Regions from separate parts of the Mus musculus genome. Here region 1 is linked to region 2. The links are chromatin contacts, called in public HiChIP or PLAC-seq maps. All regions are on one chromosome and are shown on one strand. The core of a region is the stretch at or near the end of the contact, and the rest is flanking DNA. Distances in the headings are between cores, read along the strand shown. Region 1 holds the start of Gga1 (golgi associated, gamma adaptin ear containing, ARF binding protein 1). Region 2 holds the start of Cyhr1 (cysteine and histidine rich 1).

Region 1 (3,276 bases), core at 5-2,504, 2.2 Mb after region 2:
TTTTGTTTTGGGTTTTGTTCTGTGTAGCCCTGGGTCCTGGAACTCGCTCCGTAGACCAGGCTGACTTTGAACTCGGAGATTCACCTGCCTCTTCCTCTCAAGTGCTAGGTGGCGTGCGCCACCACTGCCCGGCCTGCAGTTGGGTTTTATTTCATTAACAATTTTAAAAATAAAGAAAACAAAGCAGGCGGAGCCCATCTTGTTACCCTCTCCCGTATCTTATAGGTTGCAGGAGAGAATTAAACGTCTCACTGAGAGTTGGGTTCAGAAGAAAACCCGACTGAAATGAGGTAACTGGTTCTGCAAGGTGAATACTGATCCCTCCAAGGCCACAGGCATGCGGAACTGGATTCGCCGGTTCCTTGGTCTCAGATGCTCTTTAACTCTTCCTGGCACAGGCTCGCTGGAGAGGGCACAGTAGCCAGTTCCCCCGACGGCCGCCAGAGGCTACAGAGAGCGAACTGGCATTCCTGAGAATTAGCCAAGGCGACCGCAGAGGGTGGAAAAAGCGGGTGAAAGTACCTCACATTTTGCCTCCTCCTAAACCACCTCAAAAAAAGAGCCTGACGTCGTCACCATTCCAGTTTGGGGAAAGATAACCTCTCATTTTGCCACCACCTCTCTGGCTTCCCCATCACCTTGAGAGTGTTACGTGCTTTGAGATACGATATTCCACACTGGCCTTGAACTGATAACCTCCTGCCTCTGTCTGATAAGTGCGGGCGTTATCATCACCTTGTAGGATATATATCTGGCCTTGTCTTTCTCTCCAGGGCTGGGCACCGAATAACCCAAATGCAAGGAGTTTCTAAACTGAATGCAGAATTAAGTACTCGGTGCAAGCACTGACCCCTAATGACCTCAGGCAAACTCATAACCTGGCTCCCGGGTTTGAATGTAGATTCATAGGTTAAGAAAAAAAAAAGACTTAGCCCTTTGCTGGGCGTGGTGGCACACTTCTTTAATGTCTGCACTTGGGAGGCGGAAAAAGGCGGATCTCAGGAATTCCACGCCAGCCTATTCTACAGAGCGAGCTTCAGGACTGCCAGAGCAAGACAGTGAGCCCTTGTCTCAAAGGGGAAAAAACTGCTCAGAACAATGCCTAGGGCTTTAAGAGCTAAACAAACGTTAGCTTAACCTCATCGCGTTGGCGGCGGCCACAGTGCCCAGTTGCCCTTTTAAGGGACTTTGACATCTTCCCACGTAAGCGGAAGTACCCCTGAGGGCTCCGGAAGTGACTTCAGAACCCCTTCAGAAACATGGCTCCGGAGCGTTGTCCCGGAAGCGGTCACGGGTCTCTGCGTGACGCTAACTGAGTTAGAGCGGTCCCGCGGGGTTTCTATGGTGCCGCCCGCCACCCCCAGGCTCTCCTCTTCCTCTCCCGCCCGAGCGCCCGGAGCTGCGAGGCCGCCGACCAGCCCCACCGGCGACTCCGCCAGCCGCCAGGGGGAGGGGCGCCGACGAGGCGACGCTCTAGGCGGCTCCACCCGCGTCTCGATGGTGCCCGGCGTCCCGGTGCCGCGTTCCTACTCCGCGGGGTGGACGCGGCCCCTTTAACCGGCCGAGGGCGGAGCCGAGGAGTTCCCGCGAGAGCGGCCGGGGGGCGGGGGGCGGCGCCGAGGCCGGGGGCCCGTGGCGGATGGAGCCCGCGATGGAGCCGGAGACTCTGGAGGCACGAATCAGTGAGTGTCCGGGAGGGGCGCGAGCCGGACCGGAACCGGAACCGGGGGCGCGAGGCTGGCCCCTCTCTCTCTCCCGGCGGGGCGGGGTCCGCGCGCCCCCTCCTCACGCCCCGCCCCCCGACCCGGAGGGGCGGCGCCCCAGTCTGTCGCTCCGCTCGGACCCTGGCAGCTGCGCGCAGCCTGGCCGGGAGCGGGCGCCGCCCACCCACCCCGGTGACCCGGTGGCGCAGAGTTATCCCGGACCCCCGAAGGCCCTGCCTGTTGCACCAAAGCGCAGACCCTCGAGTCTTCCCCTAGAGGGATCCCCCCACTTCCTCAGGGCCTGAGTCTTTCAAACCCTGTGCCCGCAGCTCTTCTTAGATCTGCTCGGTCCCCCAGCCCAGGAAAGGGGGGACCCCTGGCCCATCTGATCCAGCTCTGTCCGCGCCTGGAGAAACTCCCAGTGCTTGAAAGGGTCCCGTCTAAGACTCCATAAGGAAATCAAGTTCTCTGTCGTTATACCCAAGCCCAGCCTTGCTTTGCGTCCCAGATTGCTTTCCTAGCCCCTGCTGAGCCTCCTCCCCAGGCCTCTGTCCTTGTTTCCTGTCTCCTTCGAAACAGCTTCCTCCAACTCTGGCTTCCAAGCCCCATCCTCTGTTCTCCCTGTCCCACACTGCTTGTTGAAGATCCTTGGCCTTGCCAACCCCATTCCTGAACTCTGCCCCTGGGAGCTGCAGGTTGGCTCTTCTGGTCCATTTAGTGACAGGTCTGTCCCAAGGCCTTTCAGGGATGTGACCCAGAGAAGCCTTCCGGTCTATCCTCAAGCTCAACCTCCTGGTCTGAGATATAGCAAGGATCTGTGCAGGGTGGTGTGGGCCGACATGGTCAGCATCTTTGAAGCCAGCCTCGAAGGAAGTTGAACTGGAAGGTTGATTCCCAGAGCTCACCGATCTGGGGGGGGGGGGGGGGGCGGAGGAGAGTCAGCCTGGCAGTGGGGTTGATTGGTGGTTAGAAGGAGACAGTGACCATGGACTGCATGAGATACAGTACTGCACGGGTCTCAGGAGGTCAGAGGTAAAAGAGGACCATAGATATTTTCCCCATCTGTCTTAGTCAGGGTTTCTATTCCTGCACAAACATCATGACCAAGAAGCAAGTTGGGGAGGAAAGGATTTATTCAGCTTACATTTTCCACATTGCTGTTAATCACCAAAGGATGTCAGGACTGGAACTCAAGCAGGTCAGGAAGCAGGAGCTGATACAGAGGCCATGGAGGGATATTCTTTACTGGCTTGCTTTCCCTGGCTTGCTCAGCCTGCTCTCTTATAGAACCAAGACTACCAGCCCAGAGATGGTCCCACCCACAATGGGCCTTTCCCCCTTGATCACTAATTGAGAAAATGCCTTACAGCTGGATCTCATGGAGGCACTTCCCCAACTGAAGCTGCTTTCTCTGTGATAACTCCAGCTGTGTCAAGTTGACACAAAACTAGCCAGGACAGCATCTGAAGAGTCATGCCCAGTTGTGAAATACCTCTCTCCCTCAAGTACTTTCCTCTGCCACTTGCCAGGGGAGATGAGCCCCCCCCCCCACACACACACACACACGCACACG
Region 2 (3,125 bases), core at 367-2,866:
TCGCCCGGCCTAACACCTAGGAGGGTGACTGCCCCATCCAGGTCATCAGGATCACCCCACACCACCTCAAAACCACAAGCCAAGGCAGAAAGAACACGGAGATCCAAAGGAGAGGGAAACGGCTACACAGACTAGACCTCTACTGGCCCTCAGCCAGGTCTTCTGTGTAAAGAAAAGCAGGGAAACAGGCCCCACCAGCCACTTTTAGCTCCTGAAAGTACAAAGAAAGCTGACAAGAGACTCTGCTCTGTTTTTCAAAGAGGCTGGGAACTGAGGCAGAAAGACCAGGGGAAGGTGGACAGACATTTCCCACTGAACCAGAGGTCTGCTCTCTTTTACCTGGAAGAGGACATGTTAGACCCACACAGACCAGGACTCTGAGACTGACTGGCATGCTGGGTCTTCAAGTGGGAAGGCAGGACAAAGTTCCTGGATACTGGCAACCTTGGAAGCCAGCTTGGTATGGGTGAGGTGGCCCCGAATAGAAATACTGGCTAGGCTGGGGCAGGAGAAAGTACCCTGACAGTAAAGTTTGTTGCGGATTGCTTCCTCCAGATCAGAACTGAGAAGGGATGAGAGGCCCTCCTTTCTTCCAGGTCTTCAGAAGGACACAGGACTGACTCCCCAGGGCACAAAAGAAGATTTACTTAGTTGTTCAGATATGGAAGGACACTTTTGGGGGTGTGGCTGCCAGAATTGGAGCCCTGTCTCCAGGAAAGAAGTTTCTTCACCCAGGGGTCTAGAAGTGAGGGACAGTATTGATGAGCAGTAGAAAAGGGTGGGTACCTGTTCACAGATCTCTACATGGTCAGCTGAAAAGAATGTGGAATCTATCAAGGAGGCACCCTGGAGGAACCAGAAGGTGAAGAGATCTACGGAGGAGAATGGAAATTCAGACTGGGGAGTAAAGGGTACCATCGAACACAGAAAATGAGATTCAGAGCAAGAAAGGATAAGGAGCCTCGAGAGACAGGAGCGGGGTTTCGTAGACCTGGAAGGTGGATGTTTGGATAGGAAGGATTCCCGGCCACCGGCCACAGGCCTCCAGGCAACGCGGCGCCGGGCCGGGCCGGCGGCCCTACCTGGTACACGGAAGCCTTGGGCAGGTCCAGGCACACGGTGCAGCACAGCACCGAGTAGAGACGCTCCTCCAGCTTTCCACTGCCCGCTGCCACTGCCGCCGCCGCCGCCTCGGCTGCCTCGGCCGCCCGCAGCCGCTTCTTGGGCGGCGCGTCGGGGTCGCCGGCCGCCTCTTGCAGCTGCCGAGCGCCGGCCAGGGCCGCCTCGTCCGGGATCCCGGGCCCCGCCGCCTCGCCCAGAGCCGCCGCAGCCGGCCCCGCGGCAGCCCCAGGCCCGGCCCCTACCCCGACCCCGGCCGGCACGGCACCCGCGGGCCCTGCAGCCGGGCCACCCCCGCCGGCCTCCTCGGCGCCGGACATCACGGCCGGCCGGCCCGGCGGGCGGGTGCCGGCGCGCTCGCCGGCTGGAAGTTAGGGTCGCCGCGCGCCCTTGCCGGCTTCTCACTGCCGCGGCGACCCCGCAGCCTGCCCACCGTGCAGCTGCCTCAGTGGGCCTGGCCCGCCCGTCGGCCCGCAGCCGCCCCGGCCACCAACCCCGGCGCGGCCGCCATCTTTGTTTTCGCTGCGGACCCCCCCCCCACGCCACCGCCCCCTCGCCCTCCTGATCACGTGGGCCTCGCGCAAGCCAATGGAAGCGCCGCGAGGGCCAAGACGACGCGGCGGCCACCTCCAATGGACGAGCGAGGACGCCAGAGAGCCCACCCACCCTCGAAGGTGAACAGAAGGGGGTGGGGTCCAGGAGGGGATCCGGAGAAGGGCGGGGGGTGGGGGGATTTGGGGAGTCCGCCCTTGGAGAGGTACCATCAGCTTCGGGGTCTGGAGAGGCCCCCAGACTTCAGACTCCTCGAGAGTGCAAAGCGCCCCTAAGCCTCCCATGTCGCGCTCGCGCGCGGGGGGTGGGGGGGGATGCCTGTGCCAATGTGTACAGAAATTCGGGCTTGTGTGTGCAAGGCTCTGGCCTAGCTGACCGGAGTATTAGAGCAGGATCTTGAAAAACGCACCTACCACCACTCTTGCGCGACGGTATAAAGGTCAACAAGATGCAAGTACAGGAACAGCGAAGGATTATTGGGTTCACTCCCTAACCCACCTCTTTCGTCCCAACCTCAGAGTTGGAGAAAGAAAGAGTTGGAGTAGAAGAAAGAAAGAGTTGGAATAGAAGAAAGAGGGGGTTTTAAGTTATAAGGTATGTCTTGCACAGACAAGAGGGTGTCAAACAGGTAGTAATCAAGTCAGTCCAGAGAGATGTGCAATTTCTGGGAATCGCTGAGGGTATAGCACTCTTCTGCCCTTTATGAAAACAGCCATCAGTTTGTGAAGGTCATTGCCCCAGAGGGCCACCTGCCAGGTCCACCAAGGATATATGCAAATTTACTGTGTCCCAGGAAACCAAGGCCCAAAACTCTCTTCTCACGGGAAGTTGGTTTTTTTTTTTCTCTTTTCTTTTTTAAAAATGTTTTTCTTTCTTCTTTTTCTTTTCTTTCTTTCTTTTTTTGATACAGGGTCTCACTATATGTTGCACTGGCCATTCTGGAACTCACTATGTAGGCCAGCCTGGCCACCCACAACTCACAGAGATCTGCTTGTCTCTGCCTCCCAACTGGAATTAAAGACCTGCACCACCATGCCTGGCACTCTGGGGGTTCTCTTGGCAAGTCTACCAGGATGCCAAAGTGAATAATACCTTCTGCTACTTACAGCCCATCCCCCACTCCTTTACTCAGGGAAATCACCTTACAGGCCTTAGGAAGCTAGCTCAAGAATAAACAAATTCCATACTCCTGTATATTCCTTACGTTTATTGGAAATCAGGTCTCTGACTCACAACCATGTTCCTCCCAGGCCCCAAGTGTCCTGAAGACCTGTTGTTAGCATTCTGGTTTAGGTAAACTTCCACACATGCATGACTAGAGAAGGGATAGCACCCAAGCTCTGCCCATTAGTAAAATTATAACAGGCTCTACATGTGGGCAGGTAGGAGGCATAGTAGTACCTGGCACAGAAGCCCCAATCAGTGCTACAATCACTCCCACTGCAGGCGCTGTG

Evidence for each region. HiChIP or PLAC-seq counts read pairs in DNA pulled down with a chosen protein or histone mark.
Region 1: a contact with region 2 is called in an H3K4me3 HiChIP or PLAC-seq map of embryonic limb bud, with 4 times the contacts expected there. The contact joins the promoter of Gga1 here to the promoter of Cyhr1 in region 2. A contact is called at or near these places in 2 of 115 datasets of contacts at active chromatin or transcription factors (embryonic limb bud and fetal liver) and 1 of 9 other capture datasets (adipose tissue).

Annotation. Positions count from the first base shown.
Region 1 is chr15:78,875,936-78,879,211 of GRCm38.p6, forward strand. Gga1 (golgi associated, gamma adaptin ear containing, ARF binding protein 1) reads left to right here and starts at 1,255. Exons shown (of 17, transcript NM_145929.2): 1 at 1,255-1,682. The coding sequence starts at 1,640.
Region 2 is chr15:76,655,278-76,658,402 of GRCm38.p6, forward strand. It overlaps Cyhr1 (cysteine and histidine rich 1), which reads right to left and starts at 1,617. Exons shown (of 4, transcript NM_001357882.1): 1 at 1,083-1,617. The coding sequence starts at 1,439.